2 separate regions of the Mus musculus genome follow, and region 1 is linked to region 2. A link is a contact called in public HiChIP or PLAC-seq data. All regions are on one chromosome and are shown on one strand. The core of a region is the stretch at or near the end of the contact, and the rest is flanking DNA. Distances in the headings are between cores, read along the strand shown.

Region 1 (3,073 bases), core at 121-2,620, 520 kb before region 2:
CTGTAGACATCCTTGGTAGAAGAAAAGGAACTTGATATGCAGGGATGGGCTGACGGGTGATGCTATAGTTGAAATGCAAAAATGCCGCATGTTCAAGGAACGGTGATGTTAAATGCAGTAGAGCTTTGAGTGTGTGGACAAGGACCTGGCACAGAACCAAAGTGGGCCGGTGAAGAGTCTCTGTGTAGATGAGTAGCTTGGAGAAATGGGGAGCGAATGGGGAGCATTCACAACTGTGGAGACAGGAGACTCAAGTTCAGAGTCTTGGCTACGTAGCAAGTCCCAGGTCAGCCTAGGCAACATGAGATCCTATCTCACAAAAGGTGGAGAGGAGCCAGTCCTTGTGATCTTTAATCCCAGCACTTGGGAAGCAAAGGCTAGCAAATCCCTGAGTTTGAGGCCAGCCTTTTGTACATAGCAAGTTCAAGGACAACCACCAGGACTGCATAGAGACCTTGTCAGACTGGGGAGACAGTGGATAGAGATCTCCATGCAAGTGGAAAGACTTGAGTTTAAGTCCCTAGAATCCCTGTGAGCTGGATGGACTCCATCTGTAACACCAATGCTCTTGGGGCAAGATGGAGAGACAGGAGAATCTTTCCAAAAGTCACAGGCCAGCCCCCCTGTCATACACAAAAGAGGACAAAGACCCTGTCTCAAGGTGAGAAGCACGCACCACACACACACACACACACACAGAGTCCAGTAAAGATGGAATTAGGCCAACATGTTTGTATGTACATAAAGTGGACTACTGGTGCACCTGATGAGAAATGTTTTCTAGCATACAGGCAGAAATTATATAAAAATGGGTAAATGTGAATTCTGGTCTTGAATGAGTGAGGTAAATGTGCTTCCAGATTTCATTCCGTTTAAAATGTGATCCTTGAGCATATTCCTGAGGAAATGAGGAGGTGAGGTACAGGAGGAAAGGAGACACCTACTAAGAAGGGAAGATCAGACAATACATACATACATACATACATACATACATACATACATAGCATATGGTACGTGTGTGTGTGTGTGCGCGCGTGTGTGTGCGTGCGCGCGCATGCGCGCGCCTTGGAGTTCAGTTTATTCTGTGGGTAACGACTGAAATTAACATGTTTGTTAACATGTTTGTCTCGATGCCACATTCAATGATATCTGCCTTGCTTTCTTCCCCACTGGGTGACAACCCCCCCCACCCCCGCCCTACTCTGAATCTGCCCAGGGTCTCTGGAGCAGCGTCTCGCTGAGTTACAAAAATGGCGTTAATGAGCCACGGCTGACTCTAAACAGCTCAAGGAATAAGGTAAGAGCTATGGGTGATGGATGGAAGGTAACCCTGCCAGGGAACGAATCGAATAGAGAGAGCGAGCAAGTTGTGTGGAAGCTGCGCAGCCTGCGCGTCCTGGTTGCCCTGGAGACACCGCAGAGGCTCGGTCTCTCGGGAGTTCTGTGGTGGCAGCAGACTGCGCGGGCTGGGGCTCCCCGAAGCTGAACACCATTGTGTCACCGTCGCCGGAGGCTGTGCCGTGTAAGTGCAGGTTCCCTGGCGGGGGAAGGCGGAGAGCAGGGTCTGCGGGGCTCGGGAGGGCGGGGGTGAGGGGGCGCACCCGCGGAAGAACGGGCCACCCGTGGTCTCGTGGGCCGTGGGGGTGCCAGAGAGGGACAGGGACGCACCTGTGCATCTAGACACCTCTTGTGGCCTGGACGCAGGGGAAAGTGAAGGCTCAGAGGCTTGGAAATGAAGTGAGTTTTTGCCAAACTTCCAGGTCTTTTTGTCACACGCCTGAAGCGTGGGGACATAAAGAAAATGAGTTGTATAGATTGTGTAAATGACGTGGTGGGCTTAGTTTGTGAGAATCTAACGAGATCGATTTCGTTGACGGGAACACCTTCGTGCACAGGTGTGTGCTTTTAAATTGTAACTCGCAAAGACAAGTCTGAATGATCCGTAGAATCCATTTTCCGATCAAGTTTATTAAACATAATGCATGTTTGGTTTTATTGGAAACAGTTAACTACAAACTGTGGGTGGCATCCTCAGTGAGCTTCCCGGCTCTGAAACTGTCTCTGCCCCTCCACATTTCTAAAGCCAGGGATTGGTGGTGGTTGGTTTTTGGTTTCCTGGGACCTCTTAGGTTAGGGGAGTTCTTTGTCCACCCTTCCTCGCCCTCTGTCTTGATTTTGTTTGCCTTTGTATTCCTTGTACTTCTTCAGCCCCCAGGACTTAGTTTGTGAAACAGTCTTGAAAACTAACCGAGTGTTCTTTTCTCCTGTGTACTTTATTTTGTAAATCATTAATAGTGAGGAAATTCCGTAGCAACTTTCTAAGGAATTTTTTTTTTCCATTTTTTATTAGGTATTTAACTCATTTACATTTCCAATGCTATACCAAAAGTCCCCCATATCCACCCACCCCTAAGGAATTTTAAAATCCCGCTATTACACTTAAACTCAGCCCCTGTCTGTGGGTCTTAAAATCACTGGTGACCCCCAGCCTGCTTTTGTCCTTGGCCTTTGTAGATAGAACTCTATTAACTCAGGGTCAAATACTTATAAATTCTGAAGTTAAGAAGGTACACCACTTGAAGCTAAAGGTGACTGATAACTATGGCAAATATTTTCAACCCACAGCTATATTCATTTAATCTTGCCCAAACACAGTGGTAATAATAATCAACATATTCTTGCAGGTTTTGCTTTTAAAAAGAAAATTAGAAAATGAAAGTATAATAAGGCAATGCAAGCCTGGCGTGATGAATGGTGGTGTGAGGGAGGTGGGGCTGGGGTGGGCACCGTTAGAGTCAGCTGTGGAGAGAAGAGCCTGCCTTTGGGGATTGGACATTTGAGTTGGACTGTGAGAAATGGAGAAGTCTGAAATATGACCCTGAAGGGCCAGACAGCCCAGACGGAGATATAAGCAGAGGAGACGGAAGGTGTCTGGGCTCCGAGAGACAAAGTAGGACAGGTAAACGGGGCAGGGCGGGAAAGATTAAGTATATAGTTCAAAGGCTATTACTGCAGCCTTTAGAGGCTATGATGTACTTTAAAAACAAATTGTACTGGGGACCGAGATGACTCA
Region 2 (2,912 bases), core at 299-2,798:
AGATCTTAGCTTTTAAAACTTTTGTACCTGAACTTTCTTGCACAGAAACTTTTGCACTGTCAATTTGTATGGAGCATCTGACTCAGACAAAAACTTTTGGGCAAAACTGGTGCAGTGTTTTTCTGACTGCGGATGCAGTTGCTCTCGCTCAGGACGTTTCCTTATCTGTCCCCAGCTCTGCAATTCCTTCTTTGATATTTCTTCGGTACACGTCAGTCTTATCTTAATTTTAAAGACATATTTCTAATTTTCAGTTCTGCAAGCGGCCTCTCTCTCTCTCTCACACACAGTGGTACAGTTTGCAGAAACGCTTAGATTCCTTAGGATTCTAAAATGACAAGCGACGCAAAGTATAAAGGAGAAAGCAACATATGTTAAAAGAACGATCACACATCTTTCTGGGGGAAGAAATGCCTTTGGGGGAAAAAAAACAGGCTAGAGGAGGGAACAACCCACAACTGGGAAAGGAAGAGGTTCAAAACAAGTGCGCAGAACGAATCTTAGTTTTCCAAGGCTTAAAGTAACAGGGCACTTAGGGCGCGGTGGGTTTCTTGCTAGCTAGACACCATAATTTCAACCCAGTAAGTTGGTCACTGAAATCCATTCGGGGGTGGATTGGGTTGGGGTGAACTGTACTGGAACTAGATTATAAAAATGAACACAGTACCTGCCCTTAAGCACGTCCAGTTTTGTTTTGTTTTAAAACAACACCTTTAGTTATTCAAAGGCCTTTTGCAAATAGAAACAGCTAAAAACCTTAAAACAGTCTTTAGGCTTCACAGAGGAAGTGAGTTGTGGGCTGGAAACGAACAGGATTGTGAGAGTTTCCTATTTTGGAAAATGAAGACGATCATTCAGAACAGTGAGAATAGGGGTTTTAGAGGAAGGTTGAGAATATGTAACTGCAGCAGGGACTTGGATAGGTATGTCTGCAGCAATAGGTCCGGTTTGCAGGTCACCTATGCCCTGCGCAGACCTGTGTGCATCATCTCGCTGGCTCGCCACAGTCAGTAACAGCTAACGGTTGTTCTGTTTAGTTAGTGGCGCAGAGTCCACGCGCTTTCGGGGGCTGTGTGTGGTTAGGTGCGCGGAGATTCTCCAGGTTTCCCTCATCTTTTTAAAGATTCTCCAGGTCTCCCTCATCTTTTTAAAATGAAGAAGAAAAGCATTCAAATTAGCGGGAAGGCGGTTAACACCCACAGCCCCGACTCTGCCGAACGCATCGCCGGCTCCTCACATTCACCCGGTATCTCAGCGGCGGCCAGGGCCTAACAGCGCTAACCGCCACGGGGCTGCAACCGCTGCGGAACCGCGCGCAGCGGGCGTTGCACGGTCCCGACCGGAGCCCAGCGAGAGTCCAGGCTGGGATTCTGACGAGCAGTTCTTCCAGCCAATTGGAAGCCAGATCGACTTTCGCTCTTCCAATAGGAGGCGGAAGTTCGGCAAGGGGGCGGAAACTCTCGGGCCCTGGATCCCATCCCGCCCGGCGGCAGTCAAGGCGGGGTGGAGGCTCCGCCTGAGCGGCGGGGAGCGGATCAGGGAGGAGGGAAGACCGGAAGCCACGGCCCGGCCCCATCCTTACTTTCGCGTCCCCCCCGGGGCTGGGAGCCGCGAAGCTGGCGGAGGGAGAGGCTGGAGGCTGGCTGAGAGATAAAGGGAAGCGTCCCCTCAGCCCGCGCTCCCTTCTCAGTCACGGGCTCCTGGAGCGCGCCGCGGAGGACGCCGGGCCAGCTCAGACCCGCGCCGAGGAGGCGCAGCCCGCGGCGGGGACCGATCAGCGACATCTGAGGCCCGTCTCCCGCGCCGTCTCCACCGCCGCCGCCATGTCCTCCTCCTCCTCCTCCTCCCCCAAGGAGGAGACGTACGAGGAGGACCGGGAGTTCGAGAGCCAGGCCAAGCGCCTCAAGACCGAGGAGGGAGAGATCGTCTACTCGGCCGAGGAGAGCGAGAATCGCCAGGAAGCGACGCCTCAGGCGGGGAGCGATAGCGACAGCGGCGGCGGCGACGGAGGCGACGGAGACGGAGGCAGCGGCGGCGGCGGCGACGGCGAGGAAGGCGAAGGTGGAGAAGAAGGCGACGAAGGCGACGGCGATGAGGGAGGGAGCGGCGGCGACGAAGGTGGCAGCGGCGGTGGCCCTCGGAGCATGCCCCTGTCCACGGTAACAAAGCGCGGCGCCGCGCCGCGTCCCTCCAGCAGGGCCCGGCGGCGGGGGTTCGGCCTGGCCGCCTTTGCCGCTGCGTGCACGCCGAGCGCGTAGCTGGCGACTCGGACTGATTCTTTCCTTTATTGCCCACGATCCCCGAATCCCGAATGCCGGCTTTGGGTGGGCTTGGGGTGCCGGGCCTCCCGGAGTCCGGGCCCTGAACTTGGGGAGGGTAGCGGGGTGGGGGCGGCGGGGGCGGGCGGGTGTCGCTTCCGCTCCGGGAGGCTGCGCCGCGCGCCCTCGGCGGGATCCGCTCTTTGTTAGTTGAGCAACTCCGGCTCCGAGGCTGTGCTGGGGACCCGGCCTCCCCGACCCGCATCATCCTCACGCTGGGCAACCATAACGGGAAGGCTCTCGTGGCCTCGTCTCCGTGGGAACCGCGATGCAATGACAAATTGCGCCCTCGTGCTCTCCCCGTAGTTTAGCCCTCGCTAGTTTAATATCTTTCTATAGAAAAGGCTTTGTGGGCATGGGGTTCATTCAGGCCAGGCAATGGCCAAGATAAGTTTTCTTGTTACAGAAATGAGTGGGCCGGTGATCTAAGTGTGTGTGTGTGTGTCTGTCCCTGCTGTCAAATAAAAGGCGTTCAGATGACGAGAGTTCTTCATTCATAATGTACTTCAAGTTTGTCCCCCACAGAAGGAAATGAATGCAGAGCTGTGGGAATTCAGTCACACATTCCTCGAGTCCTCCTTTATCAGAAACGTT

Evidence for each region. HiChIP or PLAC-seq counts read pairs in DNA pulled down with a chosen protein or histone mark.
Region 1: an H3K4me3 HiChIP or PLAC-seq map of embryonic stem cells shows a contact between it and region 2, with 2.2 times the contacts expected there. The contact joins the promoter of Cdkl4 here to the promoter of Hnrnpll in region 2. A contact is called at or near these places in 3 of 39 promoter capture datasets (the C10 cell line, liver and pre-B cells), 8 of 484 Hi-C or Micro-C datasets (B cells, CD4 T cells, CD8 T cells and 3 more), 4 of 115 datasets of contacts at active chromatin or transcription factors (embryonic stem cells, memory CD8 T cells, microglia and 1 more) and 1 of 9 other capture datasets (liver).

Annotation. Positions count from the first base shown.
Region 1 is chr17:80,575,781-80,578,853 of GRCm38.p6, reverse strand. Cdkl4 (cyclin-dependent kinase-like 4) reads left to right here and starts at 1,370. Exons shown (of 10, transcript NM_001360143.1): 1 at 1,370-1,522.
Region 2 is chr17:80,060,904-80,063,815 of GRCm38.p6, reverse strand. Hnrnpll (heterogeneous nuclear ribonucleoprotein L-like) reads left to right here and starts at 1,548. Exons shown (of 13, transcript NM_144802.4): 1 at 1,548-2,159. The coding sequence starts at 1,824. 4933407O12Rik reads right to left here and starts at 1,594. Exons shown (of 2, transcript XM_006525248.3): 1 at 1,244-1,594; 2 at 354-1,143. The coding sequence starts at 1,576. The coding sequence ends at 1,018.